2 separate regions of the Mus musculus genome follow, and region 1 is linked to region 2. The links are chromatin contacts, called in public HiChIP or PLAC-seq maps. All regions are on one chromosome and are shown on one strand. The core of a region is the stretch at or near the end of the contact, and the rest is flanking DNA. Distances in the headings are between cores, read along the strand shown.

Evidence for each region. HiChIP or PLAC-seq counts read pairs in DNA pulled down with a chosen protein or histone mark.
Region 1: a contact with region 2 is called in an H3K4me3 HiChIP or PLAC-seq map of the SCID.adh cell line, with 15 read pairs. The contact joins the promoter of Tmem65 here to the enhancer-like site in region 2. A contact is called at or near these places in 7 of 39 promoter capture datasets (the 3T3-L1 cell line, the C10 cell line, the HPC-7 cell line and 4 more), 1 of 15 datasets of contacts at CTCF or cohesin (the NIH/3T3 cell line), 5 of 484 Hi-C or Micro-C datasets (the G1E-ER4 cell line, bone marrow-derived macrophages, myocytes and 1 more), 10 of 115 datasets of contacts at active chromatin or transcription factors (the SCID.adh cell line, bone marrow-derived macrophages, embryonic forebrain and 7 more) and 1 of 9 other capture datasets (adipose tissue).

Annotation. Positions count from the first base shown.
Region 1 is chr15:58,821,852-58,825,229 of GRCm38.p6, reverse strand. Tmem65 (transmembrane protein 65) reads left to right here and starts at 1,803. Exons shown (of 7, transcript NM_175212.4): 1 at 1,803-2,387. The coding sequence starts at 2,102.
Region 2 is chr15:58,614,669-58,618,231 of GRCm38.p6, reverse strand. All of the region lies in intron 22 of Fer1l6 (fer-1-like 6 (C. elegans)), which reads right to left. Among named protein-coding and RNA genes, the nearest start is that of Gm36451, 19 kb to the right of the region's middle. Within about 2 kb of position 1,956, at least 13 of the 459 cell types and tissues checked have an H3K27ac peak or open chromatin away from gene starts, as enhancers often do. A contact at or near this core is called in the SCID.adh cell line and bone marrow-derived macrophages, where this site is marked.

The DNA.
Region 1 (3,378 bases), core at 554-3,053, 210 kb before region 2:
ACTGCTGGCTGAGCTGAGGCTCTGGTAGTTCATTTCCCTGCTGCTGTAGAGCTTGCAGGACCCTCCCCCCCCCCCCCCCCCCCGCTCCCACAACACACACACACACACTGTACATGAAGCTGGATTTGGCCACAGTCCAAATCTGGTGCTTGGGACTTGGAAGAGTCCTGAAGGGTTTCTGGTTGTCATTCCAGCTCAGAAGGCTGTAGAAGGGAACAGTGGTGTCAGTGGAGGGCAGCAGTAGGAACAAAGGTGGACACGTTCTCTGGTAAGAATTGAAGGCAGTGTAAAGAAGCAATATGGGAATTTCAGAGTTTCGAGGAGTCCTCTTCTTCTCTAGGCCACCCGGCAGAAGGTGCCACCCACTCTAGGGGAGGGTCTCCCCCCCCCCCCCAGTTAGCCTCCCCCCCCCCGTCCCCCCTCCCGTTCACTCTTGAGGACATTAATTTTAACTGAAGGGTTTATAAAAGTACAGCTGATTGGACTCTCCGACATACTTTAAATCATCTCTGGATTACTTATAATAACCAATACAGTGTAGGTGCACGGAAATAGTTGTTACACTGTTCCATTAACGGAATAATGAGAAAGTCTGCAGATACATCTTTTTTTTCCAAGTACTTTTGGTCTGAGGTTCATTGCATTTGCAAGTTCAAAACCACAGCTGTGGGACTGGCTGTGCTGTCTTACGTGCTTATAGCACATTCACTTCATGCAAGGTTCTGAGCTGCAGCAGTGGTTACGATAAGGAGGGGATTTGGATCTTGATTACACTTGAGTAGATTTATCGTCTAAGCAGATTTATTTTTCTAAGATAGGGTGCCTAAGTGTCCTCAGATAGGTTCAGATAAAGCAGTGATCTTCCTTACAAAGAAGGGAACGTTTCATGAAGGAGGTGACATTTGACCCTGGCCTTGCAAATATCTAGGATCTGGGCAAGAGGGATGAGTCTCTCCTCCGCGTGGCACCAAAAGAGGGACATAAATCCCCAGAGACCATTCGATAAAGGTTTATGACATTCTCGCCCTGGCTCCAGAGTTGACAATCTCCAAGTAAACAGCTGTCGGGTCAGGGAAGAGTATTCTCCTCCCCAAATCTTAAGTCTCAGCCTCACACCCTCCTCTTTTTGGGACGGGTTGAGCCGGCCCTGCCGCCTTCCCCAGGGTGCTGCCAGAGAGGGCGTTTCAGCGCCGCACTGTCTGGCCTCGGTGGGCACTCTCTGGCTTGGCGAAGGGTGCGGCTCTTTGTGCTTCATGTCCCGCAGGCCTGGGCTGGGTGCGGTGACCCCACGAGGCTCTTATCCATCCGGCTGCTCCTCCAGGGCCGTCCGAACTCCAGATTTAGGACGGTGCTTCGGAGAGCAGTGCGGGAGCTGCACCACCCCGCCGGGCATCCAGCCCTGAACTCTATTTTGCTGCTCTCTGCCGTGCATTTAACACAGGCGGATGCCGTCTGACGGGGTAAGCACCCCTTCCTTTCCTTGCCACGCAAAGGAGTGGGTGGAGACTCCAGGATGAGCTCCCTCCCAAGCGGCTATGCGCCTGCGTGGCCCCGCCCAGTCCCCGCCCAGTCCCTGCCGCCCCGCCCTCCTATCCCGGGCTCCGCCGCTAGGGGTGGCGGCTGCGGCTCGGGCCTGATTGTCACGGCGCGGTTGCTTTGAGGGCGCAGCAGCCCTACCGAGTGAGGCCGGCGTGAGGCCAGAGGGTGGGAAAGCGGTCGGCGGCGGAGGGCGGCGCCGGAGGAGGGCGGCGCGCGGTGACTCATCCCTCTGGAAGATCAGACACGCTCGCCGAGCTCGCCCGCGCCGCCGCTCCTCATCCGGGAGGCGCCCGCCCGCCCGCACCGCCCGCCCGCTCCGAGCTCCCGGCCCGGCCGCGGCGCAGAAAGTTTTCCCGGGCTCACGGCCTGCGGGAAGCGGAGCGGGCACGGCTGGGAGGCGGTCGCCGCGCGGGCCCGCCGAGTGCATGGTGTCGGGCGCCCGGGCCGCGCGTCAGGAGGACCCGGGGCGGGGCCGGGCTGAGCCCAGCTCCTGAGCCTCTGTCCAGCTGCGCCCCGAAGCCGTCTTCCCTTGGGACCGCTGCGGGGGTCGCGCTCCAGCGCCATGTCCCGGCTGCTGCCGCTGCTGGGGAGCCGGACGGCGCGCAGCCTGAGGCCCGGCCCTGCCGCCGCGCCCCGCCTGCCGTCCTGGTGCTGCTGCGGCCGGGGACTGCTGGCGCTCGGGGTTCCCGGCGGTCCCCGGCTTCTGGGCACACACCCCAAGAAGGAGCCCATGGAGGCGCTGAACACGGCGCAGGGCGCGCGCGACTTCATCTACAGCCTGCACTCCACGGAGAGGAGCTGCTTGCTCAAAGAGCTGCACCGCTTCGAGTCCATTGCCATCGCACAAGGTAAGCGGGTGGGGCCGCCTGGGAAGACCTACTTCTCAGACCCCTGTCGCCTCCCCACACTCTGCCCCGCTCCTGGCACGGCCGAAAGGGGAAACTTTCCACCTTCCGAGTGTCCCCAAGACAGGACACGAGCGGATCGTGCCAGGTAGTTAGGGCCGAGCTTGGCTGGTGCCTCCCTGGCCGTGGAATTTCGGAGCTTCATCCTGAAATGTCAGCTGCCTCTCAGGGTTGTGTTTTGGTTTGTCCTGTGCCTCCTCTCTCCAGCCCTCCATTCCCTAAGCCTTTGGTGTCTTCCTGAGACCGTGTACCCATGCAGGTGGCATGCCCTGCCTGGTCTAAGAAAGTGCCAGGAACTGGGCAGGCAGCCGGAAACTTTCTTGAAGGTGTGTGGATGTCCCCTCCCAAGATGCTCTTGGTTTGTTATATTGCTTCTCACATTTGGTTGTGAAATGGCCCAAGGAAAGATTGTATCGAGCCAGCAACTGAGTGTGTACTGGAAGTCTGGAGATTCAAATTGAACTCCAGAGTTTGTTTCCTTGGAGTTTGAAAGAATGAAGTGAGTTTTTGGGTGGTTGGGGCTAAGAAATCTGTGACTTGAAAATGAAAAGCACACTTCTACTTAAAAATAATTGGGAAAGGATGAAAGGAAAGCTATTTTTAAACAGACACGTTAAGATAGGATATTTTTAAAACAAGTGCGGAATGTGGTAGGTCAGAATTTGAGTGTATGTGAAAAGGCATTGAAAAGATGCAAAGACTACAATGGATTCAGTCTTTAAAGTTTTTTTTTTCTTGCTATGTAAATTCTGTTGTATACACAAAAACACAGCTACTCTTTATGTGACATTTGGATGTGTTAGGAAGTTTTTAAATAGTTGAAGTTGGTAATATAAAGTATTATGTAAACATTCTGTAAGTTCTGAAGTATAGAACACTTCAGCACTGATTCGGAACGTGGCTTTCAGGCATCTTGAAAGGTTGCATTTGGCCT
Region 2 (3,563 bases), core at 707-3,206:
ACAAGTATATAGATGTTCACAGCTTGATAAAAATAACACCAAAGTATGTATCAGTGGATGCAAAGGGGCTGTGGTCACATCCTAAGCTTTTGATGGCTCTACTAACCACTGCCTCCAGAGAGTCAAGAGCTACAGGAAGACCATACTGTACAGCTCTGGAACAAGATCGTATTTAATGAAATCAGAGAAGCAGAAAATAAAATCTTTTGAGTGTGGAACTTAGGAGGAAAGTGGGTCGCTTTTGTGCCCTTGGGCACCTTACAATCAGTGTGCTGTGCATAAATGCCAAACAAAGGACCTAGAGAAGTCTACTAAAGGCAGTCCCACATGTAGGCCATGTTGCCCTCTATCTGAGACCTACCTTGCTGCCCCCATCTGTCAAGAGCCTTTCTAGATTGGGTCCGGATTATTGAGGCCATTTCCTGCTCTCTGCCCTTTGTGCTGTATCTTCTATATAGACACAAGTATGGGAATTGAGTGACCAAGTACAGAAACCAGGCTTTTGTGAACGACTCTGTCAGCCATTCCATCTCCACCATACTTAAGAGCTGGGGGTAAATATTTAAGGTCATAAATGTTTGCCTTTTGGGGTGACTTCTCAGAGCTCTCTCAGGATAAGGAAACAATTCCCTTTTTCTGAGAATTTTTAAAATATGCCTTTTTAGAAGATTTTCTTTTATTTCATTTTAGTTGTTTAGTTTATGTGTATGAGTATTTGTCTGCACCCATGTGTGTGCACCTCTGGCCTGCTTGGTGTCTTTAGAGCCCAGAAGAGGCCATTTGATCCCCTAGAGTGATGCATAGTTGTAAGTCACCGTGTGGGTGCTGGGAACCAAAGTTGGGTCATCTCCAAGAGAGGCAAATGCTTTTAACTGTTGAGCCATCTCTGAAGCCCCATACATGTTGCCTTTTATAAAGCATGTCTAATAATGATTCTTGGAACCTGGGGAGGGTGAGAGTCAGGATGGAGCTGGACAAAAGATGACTAACACTTTTAGTTGTACTCAAGGGATAATTTCTAATGTCCTATAGCAGCAGGACAAACATGATTAGCAGAAATCGAGGGTTCTGAATATTGACTTCCCCTCTACACACACAAAGACGTGATAGATATCTGAAGTACTAGGGACCCCAAGTGCCCTGATCTGCCCATTCCACATTGTTTAAAAACCCATTTCACTTTATAATAGAGTGAGCATGAATTAGAAATATGCATGGTTGTTACATGACAGATTGAAATAGAATACAAAGAATGTCCATAGTCAGCTCTTTCCTGGTCACTGTCTCAGCTGGTTGTTTCCTATTCATGACACATGGTACTGGGTTATGTAAGGACACTTTCATACAAGTGGACAGGATTCTCTCACCCCCCCCCCATTAGTCCTCTTAGTTCACCCAGAGAGTTTCATTTCTACTTTCTTGTCTTACACACACAAGACTTGACATAACTATATAAGCTCTAAGAAATACAAATGAGAAAAATATCTGCAGTATCTGTCTGTGTGCCTTTTAGCGCTTCTGTGGCTTTATGAGTGATGTTGGAGGAGCAGTTAGCCTCCCAGATGCAGTGACTTTAGCAGCCAGTGCCAGGCAGCTGGGATCTATCCTCACTGCACCAGCTTCCCATTCCAGCTCATTCTGTAGCTTCGTTATCTCTGACCTATTTGGTATTTGAGCATCTGCATGTCTCTTTCTGGGCTTTCAAGTAGTTGGCTTAACAACATCTGCCATGGCCAACAAAATACGTCTGTAATAATGAAATGGAGGGTGTTCAGCTTTGCCAGTTTTGATGAGCAGTCTTCTAACATATGGAGCTAATGTGTCAGTCAGCTAGTAAACATTTATCAAGAAAACACTGCATGTGCAGTACTGCCTGAGGGCTTGGAGAGTCAGAAGAAGTAAGGAAAGATGTCCTCTTGTCCAAGCTCCAAGCTTCACGGAGATGAGTCATAGACCCCAAAGCAGCAGATCCTGAAGGACCCACGTGGTACCCAGCTCGGTGTCTGAGGCTCAGAGAAGGAGAGTACAGGATTACTCACAAAAGCCTGGTTTCTGCACTTGGTTGCCCGATTCCCATGTCTTCACAAGGAAATGGTCAGTGTGGCCTGTATACATAGCTCAGTACATGGGGTCTTGGGGAGGAAGAGGCTATTATGAAGGTGATGTAATTCAACATGGGACAAGTGGAGTGATTTGTTGCGAACAATTTGCTCTAATATTTCAGGGAAGATGAAATATAAAGAACTCACTAAGGTCTAGCTACACAACCAGGGCAAAGACGGGTACTTGGTGTACCCAGTGCAAAAATTAAAGAGCTGTTTACTCGCAGAGCCATGTATGACCTTAATCTGAGCCCTGCACATCTGGATAGCTACAGATGTTCAGTAGCCCTTCTCCTCTCTCTGTCTTCCTGTCTGTGCTCTCATTGCACAGCCTTCTCTTCCTCATCGCAGGGATGAAGGACCATGCTTGGGCTCTCTCACTTTCTAGCTGGATGAACTTGGGAGAGTTACTCCGGATCTCTGCATCTCAGCCCTGTCACTGGTAAATTGGAGACAGTGATGTCCATGTCACAGAGCTGCTGTAAAGAGTTGAGAGGCACGTCCAGCACTCACATGCTTCCTGCCACAGAGAATTTCTGAGGAGGGGAGGCAAGCTGCATTGGCTTCCTCAAGGCTCAACTTTAACTTGTCTCTAGTTGAATGGAGTTGACTCTGGATTGCTCCTGTGTAGGGTGGATGAAGTCCTGAGAGAATGTATGCTGTTGGCATGACAACCACCATATTAAGGACTCCAAGCCTCAGAACCATGGGAATGGCAAGACTTCCCCCATGTCTCAGTCCAGACGTTAACAATGTGTACACAGAGTATTAACTATAGCTTCCTCTTCCCAGGTATCTATGGCCTGACACTGCTCCCCTGCAGAGAACCCTACTGAGATTAGCTAACCCACACTCTCATTCAGTAGAATCTAACACACACTGGCTTTCCAGGATGCTGTTGTGTCTCCATCAGAGCACATGGCCACCTGATTAGTTCCAATGCAGTGCAGAGCAAAGCCCTGGAGGCTTCAAAAATAATTCATAAGTAAAAAAAAACATATTAGTTAAGTTCTCTAGAGGGAAATTATATGTTTGGGCTTCAATTTCTCTACAGATTGTTATATCCAATGTCCATTGAGCAGTAACACATGGTACGAAAGGAGGGGACAATGCAGTCAAATGTCAAGAGAGACAACACCAAGCAAATAGATCCCAAGGGACTTGGGGAGAATCGTCATCAGATATAAACTCTACAATAACCATGCTTAATCTGCTCGATGAAAGACACAGTAAAGGAACTCAGAAAAGAACTGGAACCTAAAGTAAAGAGGAAGAGATGGAAATTCTATCACGATCCATAGAACCACCAGAGAAAAAAAAACTTGGTGAAAGTTTACTTTCCAAAGGAGCAATGATAAGGATAACACACAGCTTCTCACCAGAGAAGGGAAGCCCAAGGCCAGAGTGGTAGTTTCAAAACACTGAAAGACACTGTCACCAACACTGGCAAAAAAAAAAAAA